2 separate regions of the Oryctolagus cuniculus genome follow, and region 1 is linked to region 2. A link is a contact called in public Micro-C data. All regions are on one chromosome and are shown on one strand. Each heading gives the region's core, a stretch centred on a gene start, on an enhancer-like site or on the middle of the called end of the contact. The rest is flanking DNA. Distances are from core to core; before and after follow the strand shown.

Region 1 (3,672 bases), core at 624-3,123, 260 kb after region 2:
CCCTGCCCGGCGGCCTCCCCCGGCCCTGAGCCTGGCGGGCACGGCTGGGAGTGGGTGCTGCAAGATGTCGGGTTGGTGACAGGCCAGAGAACTCTCTGGAGGAAGCGCGATGCCATCTTCTCTTGGTTTGAAAGGGGCCCAGCTCTGAGCCCTGCGGTGGACACTCCGGACTCTCCTCTGGAGCTGGGCCCCGGGCGCCATCTTTGCCGAGCTCCAGGGGGACCGTGTCCCCGGACAGTCCGGGAGCCTGTGCTGTGGGCTTCCTCTGCGAGAGGAGCCCAGCTGGGGCCGCTTCCGAAGTCCTCGCGTCAGGCCTGTCTGGGTGACGCCTTTCAGGGAGAGGGCGGGGCCCCAGATGGCTCGGCCCCTCTCCCGTCGCGGCAGCTGGGGACATCTCTGGGGCAGTTCCCACGGCCACCCCAGCCCTCTCGCGGATTCCTTCTTTACCCCTCTGCTCGCTCTCCTGGCCACCCCTGCCTATCTCCTGCTTCTCCACTTCCTTTTTCTGGTCTGTTTCCTTTCCGTTTCCCTCCCTGGCCCCGTCAGCCTCTTTGGTCACTTTCCCTGTTCGCTTTGGCTCCCTCGGGGCATGGGACCCTACCCCTGCATTCAGATGGCCCCTGCGGGGGTCTCAGGGAAGCCAGCATTTCCTGCCCGGAGCGGGAGCCCCAGGTCCCCGGGCCCCACGCCCAGCTGTCCTGAGCACTCACAGGACCTGGGGCCTCCATGCTCGGAAGCCGCTGGTGCCTTCCTCTCCCGGATCGGTCACCAGCTGGTCCCATGCAGAGCCCGGCTGTGCTTGCTGTTTGCTGTCAAAGCGCGAGTGTGGACGCAAGCAGGATGACTGTGATTTAGCCTGTTCAGTGGAAACTGATAACATCCCCTGGAAGGTTTTCTGGGGCTCTGGGGACTGCGCAGACTGCAAGGTCAGTGCCCTGTTGGTGGCCTTCCTTTACAGTAGTAGAAAATTCTAGAAGAATGGCCGAGAAGCCATCCACGTGTTTAAAGACTGTCATTTCTTTCTGGTGTTTTCGGAAGCGGCAGTTTGCAAGCACCAAGGAAGGGGTGGTTGGGAGAGGCAAGAGATGGGAGATGGGAGAGGGCAGGCCTCTGGGGGGATCGCTCCTCCCTGGGTGTGGGCAGGTCTGTGCCGGGCTTCCCAGCATGCCCCTGGTCGCAGCTGCTGTGCCATGGGTCTGCAAACTTGGGCCCTTGGCCTGAACCCCACTCCGGTTTTTTGTGGGGCCATGCGTTAAAAAATAGTGTTGACCTTGGTAAGTGGAGGGGAAGGAAAGCAGATGAAGAGTAGTATTTGGTGGCAGTGAGAAGCAGCTGAGGGTCACTTTTCAGCGTCCACAAATGCAGCTTCATCGGAACACTTCCGTGCCCACCACTTACACATCAGCCACGGCTGCCTTGCCTCCCCAGACTCCCCAGCGCCTGAAACAGTCGCGCCTGGCCCTGGGTAGAAAGTCTGAGGATGCCAGGTGGGAGGCTCTGCCCGCAGCGTGTTTTACCTTTGAATCAGCTGCTCATTAAAAATCAATGCAGGATGTGCATTGATTCTTAATTCCCACGTAATGGGAACTGCCCCAGGGAGCACTCCCTGGCGCCCCCAGGCCTCCTGACTTCCTGCCCGAGCCCACAGCTAAGCTGGGGGCTGCCTTTACTCCACAGCAGTGGTTCTCAGCCAGGGCCTGGGCACCTTCACCCACACCCTGCAGGCCTCAGGCACTTGGCAATGCGAGAACACGGCTTTGACGGCCAGGACTGGGAGGCACTAGCGGCATCTAGTGGGTGGAGGCCGGCACTGCTGTCCTGAGCAACCTTCCCGGGGAATTACCCGGCTCCTAGCAACAGCTGTGCCCAGTGGGAAATCCCAGCGTGAACCTGCCTGTGCCTGCAGACCCACAGCCTTCGCCTGCTGGCTCAGCGCCCTGGAGAGCTTGCCGTGTCCCTGTTGTTTTATCATTAATTTTGATTTGGGCTTAACTCTAAAACAATCCCGGGAGCTCGGAATACCCATCATTTACTTCATTCTTAGTTCATTCTTGATACGAACTGTGTGCACCTGTGTGCCCTTGCACCTAACTGCAAGTCATCCTGTGAACCTGCTGGGCTCTCCCTTTTCTTTCCGCTGTAATTTCATATGGAAAATCTTGCATGGACGTTGAGCGCATGCTGAAGTGTGTCCGCTGCCAGAAGCCCAGGGTGTGCCTGTGTATTCTGCTTTGCTCTGGTCTCTTCAGCGGGTAGGCTTGTTCTGTGCGTCCTCCCAGTTTGGAGAGCAGCTGCGCTACGCTTCTCCTCTCACCTCTGTCCTAGCTCCTTGGGGCTGAAAGTGGAGTTTCCGAGTCAGAGTTCTGTGGTCATTGTCACACCTGGCATGACTGCCATTCAGAAAAAGGGCTGGGCTGTAGGACTTACCCTGCCAGAGGAGTCCGGGGTGCCCCCTGTGCTTCTCCATTGAGAACCAGCTGCTCACCGCTGCACACCTGATTCTGCTTTCTGTCGATGGTTACAGAAACGTCATCGACGAGGTGTGGTTGTAATCAAGGTGTGCCGCATTGTTGGTGCCTTGGGGGGTCTCAGGAAGAGGAGCGGGTGCTGCAGGCCATTAGCAGTCCCCGTCTCCTCTACAGCTGTAACGGGACTCTGGGGTCAGTGGGTACAGAAGTGATGGCTCCAGAAGCACAGAGAATCCCCATCCATGTTAGAGAGCTAGGACCTTGATGGCCCTCTGCCTACAAGACACCGGCCCCGTGCTATGACGGTCGTGGGAGAGGCAAGGGGAGAATTTGATGAGGGGCAGAACTGCGGTCAGCAAAGGCTCCCGTGGCTGCTCAGGGCAAGCCTGCTGCGTGTCCTACTGATTGCATTCTCAGCGATGGAATTCCCTTGTCCAGCCCAGCTTCCTTATCCATGTGGACTAAAATGCCAGGGAGGTGTCATGAGGCCTGGGCTTTGAAACAGAAATCAGAACGTGTCACCCTGGAAGGATGCGCAGAGTATTCTGGCCGGTCATAGCGATCAGGGAGATGGAACCGGTGCCTGCAAGAGGGCTTCTGTCTGTGGGCTAGAAACGCTGTCGTGTCCACAGGTTGGTCATCCGCTAGTGTAAGACGTGGTGCATGTACATGGAGCGAGAAAGCCTGGATTTTATGTGGGACTAGCTTTAAAACGCCTCTGATACATGCATTCGTATCATCCTTCAGACAATAAAGCTGTAATACCATTTTTGTATAATGCTATTCTGTTTTTTTTTTTTTTAAGATTTATTTACTTACTTGACAGAGTCACCAAGAAAGAGGGAGAGAGAGAGATGGAGATCTTCATCTGCTGGTTCACTCCCCAAATGATCACAATAGCCAGGGCAGGGCCAGGCTAAAGCCAGGAGCCTGTAACTCCATCTGGGTCTCCCACATAGGTGGCAGGGGCATAAGCACTTGGGCCGTCTTTTGCTGTTTTCCCAGGTGCATTAACAGGGAGCTGAATAAGAAGTAGAGCAGGCAGGACTCAAACTTGCACTCATATGGGATGCCTGTATCTGCAAGTAGCAGCTTAACCTGCTGTGGCGCAATGCTGGTCCCTATTCCTCTGTTTTAAAGTTTTACCTGCTCAGGGGCATGCGTTTCTTGGAGAAGTCACGATGTTGCTTGGGACTCCTGCATC
Region 2 (3,810 bases), core at 1,128-3,627:
AATGCAGGCTTGGTAAAAATTAACCTCTTAGGGCTGGTGTTGTGGCAGAGTTGGTAAAGCTGCCACTTGCAATGCCAACATTCCATATGGGTACAGGTTTGTATGCCAGCTGCTCCACTTCCAACCCAGCGCCCTGCTAAAAGTCTAGGAAAAGCAGCAGAAGAGGGCCAAATTGCTTTGAGACTCCTCTGTCTTCCATGTGGGCAACCAGGAAAAAGCTGCTGGCTCCAGGCTTCAGCCTGGCCCAGCTCTGGCCATTATGGTCACCTGAGAAATGAACCAGCAGATGGAAGATTTCTTTGTCTCTCCTCTCCTTCTCTTTGTAATTCTGATGCTCAAATAAATAAATCTTTAAAAGAATTAACCTTTTAATGATTTCTTAAACTTTCATGTCCACATGTACTTTTAAAATATCATAAAATTGGAGCCAGTGCTGTGGCATAGCAAGTAAAACTGCTGCCTGTGGTGCCAGCATCCCATATGGGTGCCGGATTGAGCCCTGGCTGCTCCACTTCCAATCCAGCTCCCAGCTAATGCACCTGGGAAAGCAGTGGAAGATAGCCCAAGCGCTTGGGTCCCCACAACCACGTGGGAGACTCGGAAGAAGCTCCTGGCTTCTGGCTTCAGATTGGCCCAGCTCTGGTCATTGCGGCCATTTGGAGAGAACCAGTGGTGAAAGACTCTCTCTCTCTCTCTCCCTCTCCCCTTCTCTCCCTCTCTGACTTTCCTTCTCTGTAACTCTTTCAAATAATTAAATAAAAATAAATCTTTAAAAATATACCATAAAGTTATTATTTTACTTTGTAACTCAAGTTGGTACTTCCATACCCCTATGCTGTATACCCTTAATATTTATCATACTACAAAACACCAACAGCATATTTTCATGTGTACAACTGACAGGTACAAGTATTTAAGATTGTGACGAGAAATCTAAGACTACTTCTTCTCATGGGCTTAAGTTAGGGAAGGGAAGGTAAACTATTTTCTTAGAAGCAAAGAAACCATATCTCTGCTACCAACTTTTCATCTTTTTTTTTTTTTTAAGATTTATTTTATTTATTTGAAAGACAGAGTTACAGAGAGAAGTAGAGACAGAGAGAAAGGTCTTCCATCCGCTGGTTCACTCCCCAGATAGCGCAAGGGCCAGAGCTGTGCTGATCTGAAGCCAGGAGCCAGGAGCTTCTTCTGGGTCACCCACGTGGGTGCAGGAGCCCAAGGACTTGGGCCATCTTCTACTGCTTTCCCGGGCCCTAGCAAAGGGCTGAATCGCAAGAGGACCAGCTGGGGACTAGAACCGGCTTATATGGGATGCTGGCGCTTCAGGCCAGGGCTTCAACCCGCTGCGCCACATTGTCGGCTCCCCAACCTTTCATCTTAAGACGAAGTCTGTAGTTGCTTATGAGGCAGAGATGGTTCTTCAAGTCATGACAAGAGTTACTTTGACTTGGTGAGACGTTTTTAAAAAGATCCCTTCAGTGATTGCCTGTTATGTCCCTGCCTATGCTAGATCTTTGTCACGTCTGAAGGCATTAAGAAGAAAAAAGGAGACGGTATGGCTTAGAACTCGCTGCTCTTCTGATCTCAGCGATGGATAAGCACTGCCTTGGAGTCATGACAGCATGTTTTAAGTCAACCTGGCCACCACCTGGTTACCTGGCGGTGAGCAGGTTTCTCCAACCCAGTGGATCTCAGTTTCTCATCTGTAAAAAGGAGACTGAGCCCCTCCTGGGTCCAGAAGTCTGAGACAGCGAAGACACCCCTACGCCCACCATTAAGACTCCTCACTCCCACGGCTGGGTCGTGCAGAAAGCGCCGCGGAGCTCACCAGCCGTGGTTCCCACCGCATCTGTGCAAAGGGGACCCCTCTCTCACTTCCCCTCTCCAGCCCTTCCCTGCAAGGGAGAGAGAAGGGAGCTCGCGCGGGGTTCAGGAATCTACCGGGACCCTGCCTTTCCCCTAAGGCTTTCGCAGGCACGCACTCCCACCGCCCCTCGGATTCCCTGAGCCCCCGCGGGACGACCAGACTTTGCCGCAACTGAGCCCCGCGAGGAGCGCGCGCCGTCTCCGCGGTCCCCAGCGTTGGCCTCACTGCTCCCCGTCCCACCACCCTCAAACGCGACAGTTCCCAGGTGACAGCCGGCATCACCGCAAGCCCTGCCCTCCCTCTCTCCCCTCTCGTTGGTTTCCTTCCCACCCTCCTGAAACATGAGACTGCAAAAAAGACGGAATGTACTCTACCTGAGCAGGCCAAACCTTCAGTCTCGGAGAACTGGGTGCGAAGATGAACAGCCCCCTTTACTAAATCCTCGCAATTTGCGCCTGGGGACTCCTCGTCCCCCAAACAGGAAGAGACAACAGCTTCGGCCGCGGGGGCCGGCGGGGAATGGAGTTCTGAGCGCGCCACGCCCGCAGCGGCTCTCGAGCCTCCCTCCGCCTCGGACTACAACTCCCACAGGGCACTGCTTCAGCCAGCCGCTCCTCACCGCGGAGCCCGGCCCTCCGGTGTCGGGAGGCGGGCAGCCGGCGCGTGCAGGTGTGCAATTCCCGGGGAACTGCAGCCTGTGTGCGCTGGGGTCGTCGGCCGGCGGCGGGAAGCCCCGAGCCCTGGAGGAGGAGAGTTGTGATCTCCTGCAGTCCTTATATCCCGGCGGCCCACGTGAGAAAACGTGATGTGGCAAGACCTTTTGGGGCTGATCTCCAAAAGTCTGCCTCCCTTTCGGAACTTCTCTGCTCCTGCTGTGTATTCTGGTCTGTACTGGGACCCTGAAGGCACCGAGAGTTCGGCGCGCGCGCGCGCACACACGTAACACACGTAGACACAAGTTGTTGGGTTGGCATGCCCCCCTCCCTCGTCTGGATCGTGGTCTTTGGTTTTTTGTTTGTGTGTGTGTGTGTGTGTGTGTGTTTATGTACGCCTCTAGGCTAAAAGAGGGGCTTTCGGAAGATTTTATCCCTTCGCTCTGCAATTTTTCCCAAGGCCACCCCCAAACGAAGTCTAAGTAAAATCAGTGTGTTGTGAAAGTCACATAAGAACCCCTAAACCCTTCTTGCAGCGGAAGCAAGTGGCTCTGTTTTTTTTTTTTTTAAACAATGGTGGGGGGACCCAACAATGTATTGCAATGTGGTAAAGAACCAAAATTTAAGGTCCAAATTTAACAAATACCGAGTGCCAAGCATTTTACATATATCTCTTTAAGTCTTTCTGACACTTGTAGAAGAGTATGTTTCTATTTTATAGATAAAGAAACAGTCCTGGAGAATTTACGTGACTTGCCCAAGATCAATCGCTTTTAAGTGACAAAGTATCTAGAATTCAAACCAAGGTCTTATCGCCAGGTCTGCGCTCTCCAACCCCACTGAGGGCTTGAGGTAAAGCAAGACAGATGATGCAACAAATGGTGCCTTGAAGGGAAATGAAAGTAATTTTGCTGATGGTGCCCTGGCTTAAAAACTTGTGACTGCTCTTTGGTCCTGTTTTCAAAGTACATTCTTGTGATAGCGTCAGTGCTAGCAAAATTGTCTTCTTTTTCTGCATTCCAGGTTCAGATAATTTTAAGTAAATGGTATGAAGTTATGGCAAAAAAAAAAAAAAAAAAAAAAAAAGGCAGAGTAGGGAACTTGAAAGCTGTCCTTCCTCAAAAGCAATGAATAAATTGGCGAACCTGCCGGAGTCACCTTTTTTGGAAACTCTAGAACTAATAAAAAATTTTTTTAAAAACCCAGGGGAACACTAGATGAAGAGAACTGAAGACTTATAGTAAGGCAGCTGTGCGGTCATCTCCCATTCTTCAGGTAGCTGACCCTGAA

The links. A called contact is a pair of places that touch in the nucleus more often than the background predicts.
Region 1: a contact with region 2 is called in a Micro-C map of ear pinna, with 3 times the contacts expected there. The contact joins the enhancer-like site here to the promoter of SLC38A9 in region 2. A contact is called at or near these places in 4 of 6 Hi-C or Micro-C datasets (ear pinna, embryonic fibroblasts, skin fibroblasts and 1 more).

The regions. Positions count from the first base shown.
Region 1 is chr14:76,661,253-76,664,924 of mOryCun1.1, forward strand. IL31RA (interleukin 31 receptor A) reads left to right here. Exons shown (of 15, transcript XM_051853449.2): 15 at 1-3,672. Among named protein-coding and RNA genes, the nearest start is that of IL31RA, 75 kb to the left of the region's middle. Within about 2 kb of position 1,874, at least 2 of the 8 cell types and tissues checked have an H3K27ac peak or open chromatin away from gene starts, as enhancers often do. A contact at or near this core is called in ear pinna, where this site is marked.
Region 2 is chr14:76,400,027-76,403,836 of mOryCun1.1, forward strand. It overlaps SLC38A9 (solute carrier family 38 member 9), which reads right to left and starts at 2,378. Exons shown (of 15, transcript XR_517790.4): 1 at 2,242-2,378.